2 separate regions of the Mus musculus genome follow, and region 1 is linked to region 2. The links are chromatin contacts, called in public Hi-C maps. All regions are on one chromosome and are shown on one strand. Each heading gives the region's core, a stretch centred on a gene start, on an enhancer-like site or on the middle of the called end of the contact. The rest is flanking DNA. Distances are from core to core; before and after follow the strand shown. Region 1 has its middle 91 kb from the start of 2310003N18Rik. Region 2 has its middle 99 kb from the start of Gm25633.

The links. A called contact is a pair of places that touch in the nucleus more often than the background predicts.
Region 1: a contact with region 2 is called in a Hi-C map of the N1E-115 cell line, with 2.0 times the contacts expected there. The contact joins two enhancer-like sites. A contact is called at or near these places in 1 of 484 Hi-C or Micro-C datasets (the N1E-115 cell line) and 5 of 115 datasets of contacts at active chromatin or transcription factors (embryonic stem cells, neural progenitor cells, oligodendrocyte precursor cells and 2 more).

The regions. Positions count from the first base shown.
Region 1 is chr9:50,138,616-50,144,795 of GRCm38.p6, forward strand. No RefSeq gene overlaps it. Among named protein-coding and RNA genes, the nearest start is that of 2310003N18Rik, 91 kb to the right of the region's middle. Within about 2 kb of position 2,811, at least 27 of the 459 cell types and tissues checked have an H3K27ac peak or open chromatin away from gene starts, as enhancers often do. A contact at or near this core is called in the N1E-115 cell line, where this site is marked.
Region 2 is chr9:49,921,744-49,927,685 of GRCm38.p6, forward strand. No RefSeq gene overlaps it. Among named protein-coding and RNA genes, the nearest start is that of Gm25633, 99 kb to the left of the region's middle. Within about 2 kb of position 2,413, at least 73 of the 459 cell types and tissues checked have an H3K27ac peak or open chromatin away from gene starts, as enhancers often do. A contact at or near this core is called in the N1E-115 cell line, where this site is marked.

The DNA of each region.
Region 1 (6,180 bases), core at 1,561-4,060, 220 kb after region 2:
AGTTTGGGTGTGGCATCAATTTTCAACTCCCAATTGCACTTCCTTCCCTCTCCCCAGCCCATCACTTCTAAAGAAGACCCGAATCCTGTTTCCTTGACAACCAGTCTCCCTCTCTCCCCACATTTTTAATGCTGTGGTGATAAGGTGTATTTAAACCCAGAAGCCATGTTCCCATGGTGACAGAAGACCCCCAGTAGGTTGCCATGGGAACAAGAGATGGCTTTGAAAAATGATAAAAGTAAGTCGGCTTTGCAAGTGATGACAGCAAAGTTAGAAGCCAGGGAGGCTAGAGAAGATGGCTCAGAAAGGCATTAGGTCATGGTTAATAGTCCAGCCTATCCTACCAGTGACCAGCCAAGGTCACAGAGGGCAGGAGATGTGACATTCCACTCCCAGCTCTGCTGCCAAGAAGACTGAGCAAAGCAGTGTAGCCGCTAGAATCTAAGGACAAGTACTCCCCATTTTCTCTTACTTGCTATTTGACCTTTTGCCTCACTCTTCTGGAAGGTATTCAGAAAAGAGAGCAACCAAGCAAGGCAGCGGAGGGTGGTGACCAAGAAGATGAGGACATTTGCTCCCTTCAGCTGCTCCACATCATGAAAGAAATCACTTGTAAGTTCTGAGATGTGATGCCCTTGCGGCCAAGAAGCGTTGCCACATTTCCCTCCCTACATCTTAGCATCAGCATTTCCAAATCTACAATAGAGTAGGAAGAACTCAACAGTTAATACTCTATACCTAGCAACCGGTTTCTACCATGAATGCGTTACTGCATATTTTCCTTGTTGTGTGTCCCTAGGTGTCAGCATTATTTCCTCTCTCTGAGTTTGCATAGCTAAATAGTGGGTAAATGAGGGTTCAAACCAGGTCAGGTCCTTACCCAAGCCTCTCTTCTTTCCACTACACTGCAGTTCGAGTGACCAAATATACCAGTGTGCCTGGCACTAATGTCTTTCTGTTTTCATGGTGTGGAGCCTAAAGTTGTTCACCCTAATCCCTGCATGATATTATTATTCTAGGGGAACTTAATGTGTGGCTTAAGGAAAGGGGTCTCCACATATGCACCATATTACTTCCTATTGAAACGGCTCTAAGTACAGAGCGATGGAACACTAAGAATTGGAGAGGATATGGAGCAGCTGGATCATGTATACACTGTTGATGGGAGGGTCAATGGATGCAACCACTTTGGTACATGGATGAATCTTAAAAATATGAATGTAAAGGTAAAAAGCCAGACACCAACGAGGCTATAACAAGTCTGGCCTTCAGTGGCAGACTTTAGAGAGGAGATCACTCCTGGGAAGGGAACAGGAAGTGTGGGCTGAGAAGTGAGAGGAGTCTTCCAAGGGTGTTAGACGTGTGCTGTGGCTTGATCCTGGGGTTCATTCACACGGGCACGTTCACTAAGCTGCATGCGGAAGGTGGAGTCAACCTTTCCTCCAGCGAGGTTATATTGAAGAGTTAGACAAAGGCAGAGACTAGCAGTCCAAAGACAAAATTTACAAGTGCAAAGAGGGGAGAGTAAAGGACAGTATAGACGGACACTACACTGAGGATGCCACTCAGTCCCGGGGGAACTGAAGACACGCAGTGTGCTTGCAACTTACCTTCCTACTCTGGAAAGTCTATCCACAGAGTCTGCTGGGACCAGGAATTTTCCACCACATCTTACAGGGCCAGAACAAGTAGCTCACAGGCAGAAATGGAAAGGGGGGGGAGGGAGGAAGGGAGGGAAAGAGGGAGGGAGGGAAAGAGGGAGGGAGGGAAAGAAGGAGGGAGGGAGGGAGGGAGGGAGGGAGGGAGGGAGGGAAAGAGGGAGGGAGGGAAAGAAGGAGGGAGGGAGGGAGGGAAAGAAGGAGGGAGGGAGGGAGGGAGGGAGGGAGGGAGGGAGGGAGGGAGGGAAAGAAGGAGGGAGGGAGGGAGGGAGGAAGGAAAGCTGCATTTTAAGAGTAGAAAAGTCACATGCCCTTAAGAAGCAGAAAGATTTTCCTCTCCTGTCTGAACTGAGGGTAAGTGGAGAAAACAGATTTAGGAATTACCCTGGGGGCAGCTTGTAGGAAATTAATAACCAGAAACAAAGTCAAAGCTGTTTATGTCTATCCCATCCCTAGAGAAAGAGTCCTGTTTGGGACATTTGGGTCTCCCTGGGAAAGGTGTGTCCCTGCTGAAGACAGGGACACGTGATCTCAGTGCCACATTTGTGCCTCCTGTGCACTCCTGCCAAGCTTTCCCCTTCTCTCCAGGTGCCCTCAGAGTCTAGCCCAGTGCACAGAGATTTCCTCCTTGGATGTCTGGTCCTGCAGACGAGAAAGGATTGCCAACTCACTCTGCTCTCCCTGAGTCCCACAACAGCCACCTCCAGCAGACAAAGGCTTCCCTCTCCCACAGAGAGCCGGGGAGGTCGGGGCAGGTGGGCGAGACAACCCCCATTCTTCTGGGCCCTCCTGGACCAGATACCTAGGCTCCGTCCTTTCTCTTTTCATTTTGTCTGGATTAGTTTCCCATTGCCTCATAATTCACACTTCCTGTCTAGGCTCCAAAGCCCATAGCCAGAGGATCCCTCCAGTGTGGAATGCCGCTTAATACCTTTAACATGCCTGCTTCTAAGGCTAAGAACAGGAGAAATACATATTTTCATGTTACATCTCTATCCATCTCTATATTTTTTAACATGTCATTGTGCCACTTTGTGCAAGATTGCCATTTTAAGTGGAGGGTTGGCCTCCCTCCAGGACTTGATGCATCGGGGTCAGGTGACCTCTACGGCAGCTGTAATTTTTCTGCTGAGCTTCCATAATTCGATGGGTTAGCCTGGGGAGTTTTCATCACCTCGGTGAGTTGCAGTGAGTAGCTCTTGAAAGGGAGGGGACAGCGTTTAAAGAGCAGGAATTCTTGCCTGCTTTCCTCTTCCTCCTCTCCATTTTCTAGGGAAAGGGGCAATTAAGTCCTTGTCTGGACTGAGGAAAGATTGAAGAATACTATGTACACACTGAACTCCTTAGGTGCCTGTGATATTGTTCACAGAAGCAAAGGCAAACAGAGCCACAGCCTTGATCATTTATAGCTACAGACTATTGGGAGCTGAAGCCCAAGGATGTTTACTGAAGCCAACCATAGATAACCACTTGCCTTTGTCTGGGGAAAAAGAAAAAAAGGAATCACTCCCTTGACATCTGTGTCAAGGTCATGGTCTAGACCTTCCTTGGACCCAGAAGGACTCAATCTGTAGACCCTGCAGCCCATCAGGACTGGACTGCCCAGAGCACGTGACCTCCCAGCCAGCAGCTTAAAAATGTAAAGTTGGAGGTTGGTCTTAAATTCATCTGTGAAGGAGTGTCAAATGAGAGAGACATCCTCCTCATGTCTGTGTGACCTTTGGGACTAGAATACAGAGGCTCTTTTCCCTGCTCCGCCCGCCACCCCAGGAGGACCCACAAATGTCCTCCCCTAGTGCTCTGGGGGTAACTGTACCTTGTGCCCAAGATCCTATGGTAAATCCCCCCTCCCTTCAAGTGCCTATTTAGAACCGGGAAAAGAAACAGAGGGGAAAATTATATAAAATATGTGTATTTTCTGCAATTCCTTTGGGTGATATCCCTAACAAGCCACAGCTGCAAGCAGCTCAGCTGAGCAAATGACGGGAGTGTATAAATATCTAGAACCACCGTGTCGCCAATTCAGTTCTCCTACTGCGGTCCCACATAGCCGCTTTTAACTTCTCCAAGAGATTTCAGAGGGAAAGAAGCCTGGGTTCCTGGCCAGGCCCTAGATACACAGTGAACAAAATCGGCCTGTGGTTTGTATTAGAAAGACTGGCCTGTTGGTGTAAGTGAGCACATGGGTACACACGGGTGCTCATGCATGCATGTGCACATGTAAATGTGCAAGCATGTGATGTGAGCATCTTGGAGGCTGGGAAGAAGGCTGCAGAGATAGGGAAGATGAATACCAACCACTAAAAGTTCTGATTTCCATGCCCCTGATATAGGACATTTGTTTACATGTGAGGGCAGGAGGGGAAATTAAACAATGATTTTCAAATCCCCAAAGAACTCTTAGGCAGCAAATGGTATCCAGCTGTTTTCCACCCCTGCCCTACTTTCCCATCTGCTGCCCGTTTTAGGTGGTGCCTATGGGACAAGAGCACTCACCACCTTTTGGTTGGCAAAGCCCTGGGCATTTTGGCATGTGAACTACACAGACCATCCCCTCAGAGATGGGAGTTGGCACAACCTGACTTTGCAAAGTTGACCATACTCTGAGTCTATACCATCTGGTAGAAGGGCCTTGCTTAGTGAGAAAGTAGGCCTGAGGCCAAAATGAGCAAGGCTCTGGAGTTCTCAGGGCATGGTGCCATGCCACTGGTGCCAGATACCAGACTCACTCTCTGGATCCCCTGAGAGCAGTTAAGAAAAGATCAAGACGGGTGATTTGGAAGACCTCCCAGTGGGCATCTGGATCCTGGCCATGGAAACCAAATCAAATCCTTGGGCTGTGAGAGTATGGTACATGCATATGCAGTAATTCATTCACCTTTTCAATAGACAAGAACAGCCACCCCTCCCCCACTGCCAGAAGCCAGCTCAGGCTTTGGTGTTGCCTGTGATTATTGATATTCATTTGCCCTAATAAATAGGGTAACATGACCTTAACAGAAAAGAGAGGTTTCCTCTTTTGATGGATGTAGAAGAATTTTGTTACCATGGCCACTATTTCTCAGCTCCTGTGGAAAGTCCTGACTCTAGAAATGCAAATTGTTGGGGACTTGCAACCTAGAGGAATGTGGCTCCAAAAGGAGGGGGCACTGAGGACATGTCTGCCTTCTGCCTCTGACCAAGTCATTCATACCTGGAAAGCAACTAGTCTGGATGCTGGTATGAGGGCTTAGAGGATTATATGATCTAGAGACTTGGGGACCAGTCTGTATTTTACCCTAGTAGCCTCACTCCAATGTTGTGTTCTATTTATTTTAGCTTATTAGTCACAATGTCACTGCTAAATCTCAGAGAGCAAAGGATCCTGGCTCCATTTTCTCACTTTGGTACCATCCTTGGGCTGAGCATTGGTCATGCATCTGTTGGCATAGCTTGACCCCTTCCTTTGTCTTTCCATTGCTGCTCTTTCCTCCTTGGCCATGGTGTTTGTTGACTGGCCTGACATACGTCCCTGAGAGTTTCCTGAAGACTGCTTGGCTGAATGAACAAATGGGTCGTAATAGGACACAAATGAACCCTTCATTTTGCTTAAAAGTCTAGAATCCAGCTTTGAAGAGGAGATAAGGGACCATGCTGAGTTCTTTCTAAATGAGGATGGAAAGCAGAGATGGCTGAGCCTTCTCTGAGGATCTACCTCCAGCAGTTCTTCTATAAGCTCATCTCATTGTATGAGTCTGTCTGGGAGACAGCAAGGTTCCTTCAAGATCAACAGACTCTCTTCTTCCATGCTGATTAGGTGGGAAGCATCATGTTAGCCTCTCAGTGTTCCTTAAGCTACAGTCTTCATGCCCAACACCCTGACCCTGCTCATGGATCAGGACTCCAACTTAATCCATCCCCACGTAGTAAATGAAACTCTCAGCTCATGCTTTCAAATTTCTATTGCTTTCATTCTTTCTTTTTTGTTGTTAGAGACTGTGTAGGCCCAAAAGACCCCTACAGCATGAATAGCATTAGGTCCCTGGTGTAAGGCAAGCAACCCCAGGTCAGACGTCCCTGAAAGCTCATCAGTTCCCCTGGTCCTCTGCTTCTGTCACCATACTGGATGTCTATGTCTCTTATTCTCCAGTTACTTTTTTTCAGATCTACAAATAATGATGATGATGAAGAAGAAGAAGAAGAAGAAGAAGAAGAAGAAGAAGAAGAAGAAGAAGAAGAAGTGGTGCTTACTATATGTATGTCATGCTCTGTGTAAGAAGGTTCACACACATTATTGAACACCATCCACCATGACATGGAAGCAATTGTGACTAGTGTCTACAGAAGATGAGAAAACATAAGATGGTTAAGTAACTCATTTAAGTTGAAAAGCTAATGAGTGGGTATAAGAACTGATCAACCCCAAGCTCTCTCAACCATAACACTCTTATCCCATATTTTTCTCTGACCTTAGAGAATCTCGTTCCATGTCTGGGAATCCTGCCCTTTGTGCACCCTAGCACCTTATAAATCCCCAGTGTCT
Region 2 (5,942 bases), core at 1,163-3,662:
GCAGTATATCGCATCTTCCCCCATCAAGTCCAGGCCAGCTTCGAGTTTATGTTCCAGGAATGGTCTCTAAAGCTAAGGCTTACCCACTGCTTGAGGGTAGGTATAAAGCTCTCTCTGTGACAGCAGATTTCCACCTTTAGCTATCATCTCTTCCCATACAAATAGCCAATTGCCATCACCAAAATTTTATTAGGGATTGCTCACATTATTCCTAGGCTGGAGATACTTACTTAGATCTAAAGAGGTGGGGTTTCCTAAGTCCTATCATTGTAGGATAACATAAGGATCATTACAGAACAGAATATTCTAGAAATACATGGCTACAGCTAGACAGAGAACCACAGTGAAATGAATAGTCACACATGTTTATTTTATTTTATTTTATTTTTGTGGACAGTCTCTGGGCTACTAACAGGCCATAGCCAGTCAAGTTCCAGGAAACTGATGCCTGAGTGGCTTGACAGAGGAGACTCCTTCAGGCTGAGCTTCTCTGTATTTAGAGGTCAACCTTCCCTGCCTGCCCCACCCCCACAGCTTCCAATTCGGGGGAGGCTGGGAGAGGGACATGGAGGAGGATGTTCAAGGGTTGTGAGAGGCTGGAATGGTAGGGATGGAATGTCTGCAGCTGAGAACTATAAATCTGTAAGCTTTCAAGAGGACAAAGCTTTGTGCAGAAGGGCCAGTGGGGTGCTGGAGGAGGCTCAGGGCATTCCCTCCTAGAGGGAAGGAGCTGGGGGCAGGGAAAGAGAGAGCTTTGCACACAGCAGAGACTGTCTGAGTGGAGAGGAGTAATCGCAGGTTCTATGAGATCCTGGGATTTGGATTTCTCCACTCCTTTTCAAATCCGATTTCCCTACCCACTTTCTCACCAACAGAGCACCCACATGGGTCAAGGTCAATGGACACTGTGAGGAAGGAGGTGGCATTGCTGTACAAAGTGAGGGGAAGACAGGACAAGAGGCAAGGCCTCTCCATGATAGCTAACTAAGTCTCAGGGAGAAATCACACATGGAAATTCCAGACCCACAGGAACCAGGCAGGTCAGTCTCCTATGGGTTTCATGGGCTAAGGTTCCGGCTTGGGTTAAGTCCCTGCTGTGCCCGAAGAGACCAGAGGGATGTCTTGTCTCTGGGCCTTCTGCAGCCTGCCAGTCCTCGCTCTGGGTGATTTGATTTGTGCTGTGAAGAGTACAAATGCCCCCTGGGATCAGAGTGGTTGATTCTGGACTCCTTCCACTGGGTCATTTTACTGACTGGCTATTCATCTGGGTTCAGTGAGAGAAGGGAGGACAGAGGAAGAAGGCTTGACTGCCATTAACTCCTTCATTGCTGGCCAGTCCTCTGCCTGCTCATTAGAAGAGCTCACTTCCAGTCCTTTGGAGGTGCATCCCACCCACCCTGCCTTGACTCTGGCACCTGTGGAGGAGGTAGGTCCCAGTTGCTTTGCCATGGTCTACTAGCGTGGTCTCAAGCGTCCAAGCAATGGCCTTCATCAGCTTCTCCGCTGCCTTGCATTCGTCTGACACTGAATAGGCAGGTTATAAAAAAGACAAATGGTCTGTGGAGAAAAATCTCTCTATGCCAGGAGAAGAAGTAGACAGAAACAAATAGAAGGAGCTTCCTTCTAGCACTGTGGCACTTCCTTTCCATTCCAGGGACCAAATAGCCTGCTTTAAACCAGAGCATCTTCCCAAGATGCAGGTGGATCAAAGGAAACTGTAGGGGGAGCTTCCAGCCAAGCCAGGGGACATATGCTATTATACTTGGGGATGGGGTCAGGTATGGGCAATGCCTCTAATGCTGCCCAAGGACATTGACTCTCAGGCATGGGAAAAAGATGATAGGAAGTGTCCCTGTGCCTCTAACTTGGCCTCAAGGACCCTGTAGCCCTCTACCATGTGAGGCCTCCAGGAGCCAAGCCACCTGCTTTCATAGATGACAGCTCACAGAGAAATAACTTGTTCCTATGGGAAGTGGTGATCAATGGCTCAAATTAAATCCCAGAAAAGCTTTTCTTCTTGTCTGACACTTTATAGTTTCTCAGCTTATCTCTTCCCGGGATGGCTGTATAGGCCAGATGATAACGACCTGAACAGCCTAGAAAAACATGAGTTCACTGAGGATTTAAGGTGTGAATTAGCTCTTAGATGGGCTGAGAGTGGGGAATTCTACTTCATAACACCCAACCTTCCAGCAAAATCCTGTGTGGGCAACTCTTCAGTGTCTCCACCCAGCCCCTGGCCCTGTTTAATGCTTAAGCATCCTGGGTTAATAAGTGCTTTTCAGTCACCAAGCCTCATTGAAATGCCTTCAGCCTCTGAGTCACTCCATCTCTCCCATCTGCATTCCCCTTAACTGAATTATCTCTGCATGAGTAACAGAGGTCTGTCTGGGCCCTGGACTGTCTGCTCCCCAGATTTGATAGCAACAGATTCTTGAATAGTCCCACCCACCCCGGTCATGCCTCTCCCTCCACAACACAGTCCCAGAGTCCTCCAGAAGAGGTCCAGCGGTCTTTAATGATCCACCTACAGCCTGGCTGGGCTGAGAGCCAGGATCAGAGAGGCCAGCTCTGTTCTTGGCAGGAAATGAGGGGCCGCTATAGAAATGCCACCCAGGCTGGAAACAAGATCTATGGAATAGCGGCTCTGAGTGGGTGAAGTGCTGGAGAGCAAAGGGTAAACCATGGTGCCCTGGTCTGTGGCCCTTGCCCACAGAATCTGCAGAGATCTGCATTTCAAGGCACCAGACTGGGTAGATTCAGGCCAGGGAAACTTGTTCTTTGCCTGTCAATTTAAAACTTCGGTCACCTCTGGATCACCTTGAAAGGGCCCAGTGTTTAAAGACTGTCTCCCAGAATTTAATTCAAAAGTTGGAATCAGCAAGTTAAAGGTAGGATCTGAGAATCAGTCTTTAGAACAGGCCTTCCCAGTAAGGAGAGGACTTTAGGACATATGTCTAGTGATTCAGACAAGAAAGCTAATAGAGTCACTGTAACTCTTTCACATAGGCAAGTAGGATCGCTCTATATTTCCTAACCTTGAAAGTTAGATAACTCCATGGAGCTGCCTCTCCTCTATAAACCCATTCAAGTCATTAGAGACATTTTCTAACAGGCAGGCTATTAGATCCCAATACAGCTATGTGTAGCTATGTGTGAACCTTGAGTTCATATAACACACATTCTGTGTCAGGTTTTCTACTATCTCCTTTAACCTGAACAACAGTTTTTGAGGTGTGTTATATTATTAATCCAGCCAGCACAGGATGAAACCGAGGCCTAATGAGGTAAAAATAACTCCTGCTAAGGTCATAAAGATAAAGGATTAACCCAGGATTCAGGCTCAGCATAGCAACTGTTGGAAGTGGATTCCAAAGAAGAGGTGGAATTCTTGCCCCTTTTAATGAAACTGCAGGGTGAGTTTCCAGCCAAGCAAGGGAACATGAGCTATTATAGCCGGGGTCCTGGGGGTGGAAGTGGGGTGGTGGCGGGGGACAACCCACCCAATGTTACCCTTGGACACTGACTCTCAGGTGTGGGGAAAGGATGCAAGTATGTCTTTGACTTGGCCCTTTTTATTTCCGCACCCCATTCCTGGTACCAACTTCAGATTAGTTGCTTTTCTGTTTTTGTGATAAAACAGTAGGAAGTGTCCCTGGGTCTCAGACTTGGCCCTAGTACCTCAGGCCTGTGAATTAAACATGCAAAAGGGACATTAACAGGAGGAAATAACAACACGGGCTATTTATACATATGATTTACATGTACCATGGGAGATCTCAGATAAGTTACTCAAAGGGCTAGTTAGATTGGAGGATCATCTTAGCAAAGACAGAAAAAATATGGCAAGAGACAAGAAAACAGAATGGGGTGGGCTGGCTTACAGGAAAGGACTTGAAGCCAGGTGACTTTTGAGGAGCCTAATGATAGTGCTTTGAACGTTTGACTTACGAAGACTGGACACAGTGTCATCAGCACAAGCTTTCTCATCCCTGGAGTAGCTTTCGTGTGTATCTACAAATGTTATTCTCCTGGTAAACACACACACACACACACACACACACACACACACACACACTCTGTTTCTAGCAGATGATGTGAGAGCAGCAAACTCTTTCTGCATTCCTTGTATCTAAGTTGACTTCAGTGGCATATTTTGTGGTAGTGAATTCTGGGCCTCTCTTCCCTAGCTAGTCTATCTTAGAGCCCAGCTGCTTCAGGTGGCCGCCAAGGCTTCAGCTGTTATCAGTCAGTCATGATGGTCAGCTTCTGACAGATCTGCAGTGGAGGGATGGACTTAAGCAGGTGTTACCAGCCTGGATACAAAAGGGCAGAAAGCTATGTGAGATTCTGAGTGGAACACTGTCTTGAGAGTCAGGGTGGGCTTCAAGTTTCTGGGTAAATTTGAACTCAAGCAAGTCATTTTCCTCCGAGGCCTTGGTTCTAGCCTTGTCTTAAGAGGGTATTAAGTGGGGAGACATCTAGATGTTTTTTCTCATCTCTGACATTTGTAAATGATATGTATGTCCCTTCTCTGAGTAAGACAGGGACATAAGCACATGGCGGGGAATCTCCCATGGATGGATGGATGGATGGATGGATGGATGGATGGATGGATGGATGGATGGATTATGTGGCTATCAAGGTAGTTTCAGATGTAGAAAATCCCCCCAGCCTAAGACTGATATTTAGATATTCACATTTGAAAGCATAAGTTTGGGTCTGTCTTAGGCCAGGATCTAATCCCTTGGCATGCATGAAAGGGCATTGATTCTGTGACTAATTCTGCAGTGAGGATGGTCTGTACACCACTTCAAGGCAGTACTTGGCTTGTGCTAAAGCAATAACTTTGGGCTTACCTAGTGTTAGGGTAGTGTAGAAAGAACCCTGGAAGTATAGAGACCTAGGAATAGACACCAGTTCTAGTTCACCCAGGATCTCCTTGTCTACTTTGAAGCCATCACTATGCATAGGCTGGACTGGGCGAGATGGACCAAGTATTTTTTTTTTTATGGTGTTACTAAAACTGTTGGGCCAGTTCAGACCTATAAAGAATTCTATGGAAAGGATCCACCAGAAGACATTCTCCATTCAGAATTCACCCCCACCGGCCCATGCCACCCTTTCATGTACACTGAGGCACACTGTCTGAGTACTAACATGGTCTTCTTCAACGACAGTTTCCTCTGCCAACTGCCAGCCCCTAAAAATGTCAGGAAGTCCATTCATCTGTCCTTCCTGAACATCTGTACTCACCTGGTGTTCGGTGTTCTGGTGAGCAAAGGCTGTCAGGAACGGCTTTATGTTCTCTCTCTCTCTCTCTTATTCTGTGTGTCTATCTGTGTGTCTCTCTGCCTCTGTCTTTCTGTGTGTCTGTCTGTGGGTCTGTCTCTGTCTCTCGCTGCATGTGTCTATCTGTCTCTGTGTGTCTGTCTGTCTGTCTGTCTATCTGACTCTGTATCTCTCTGTCTCTCTCTGTGTGTGTGTGTTTGTGTGTTATGTGGGAAATTCCTGAGCAGGCATGAGAAAACATTGGTCCTTAAATCAGGGACCACACTGTACTCTGACTCTCTTTCCTGATGTCCCATATAATTACAAGATAGTTTTGACTCAAGTATGGCTGGTGGCAAGTCAAGAACACCCATGCACTCAGAGGCTGGGCATCAGCCAAGTACCCCATTCATAGGGTTGAAGGATTGGTCTGGGGCCAGCATCTCTTGGAGCATGATGAAATCTCTGCCCCTGTGGTCAACTGTACAATCAGCATTTGCTGATGGATCATCGTGGTGGTAGATGAGGAGCTGAAAAGGACTTCAGACAATGGGAAGAATGTTGCAGTGGGCTGAGAGGGAGGCCTTTCAGAAATGCATGGTCAAATAAGTCCCTTCTAAAAACAATGATTAGCATGTTAGTCAAGACATACATGTGGATACCCTCTGAGG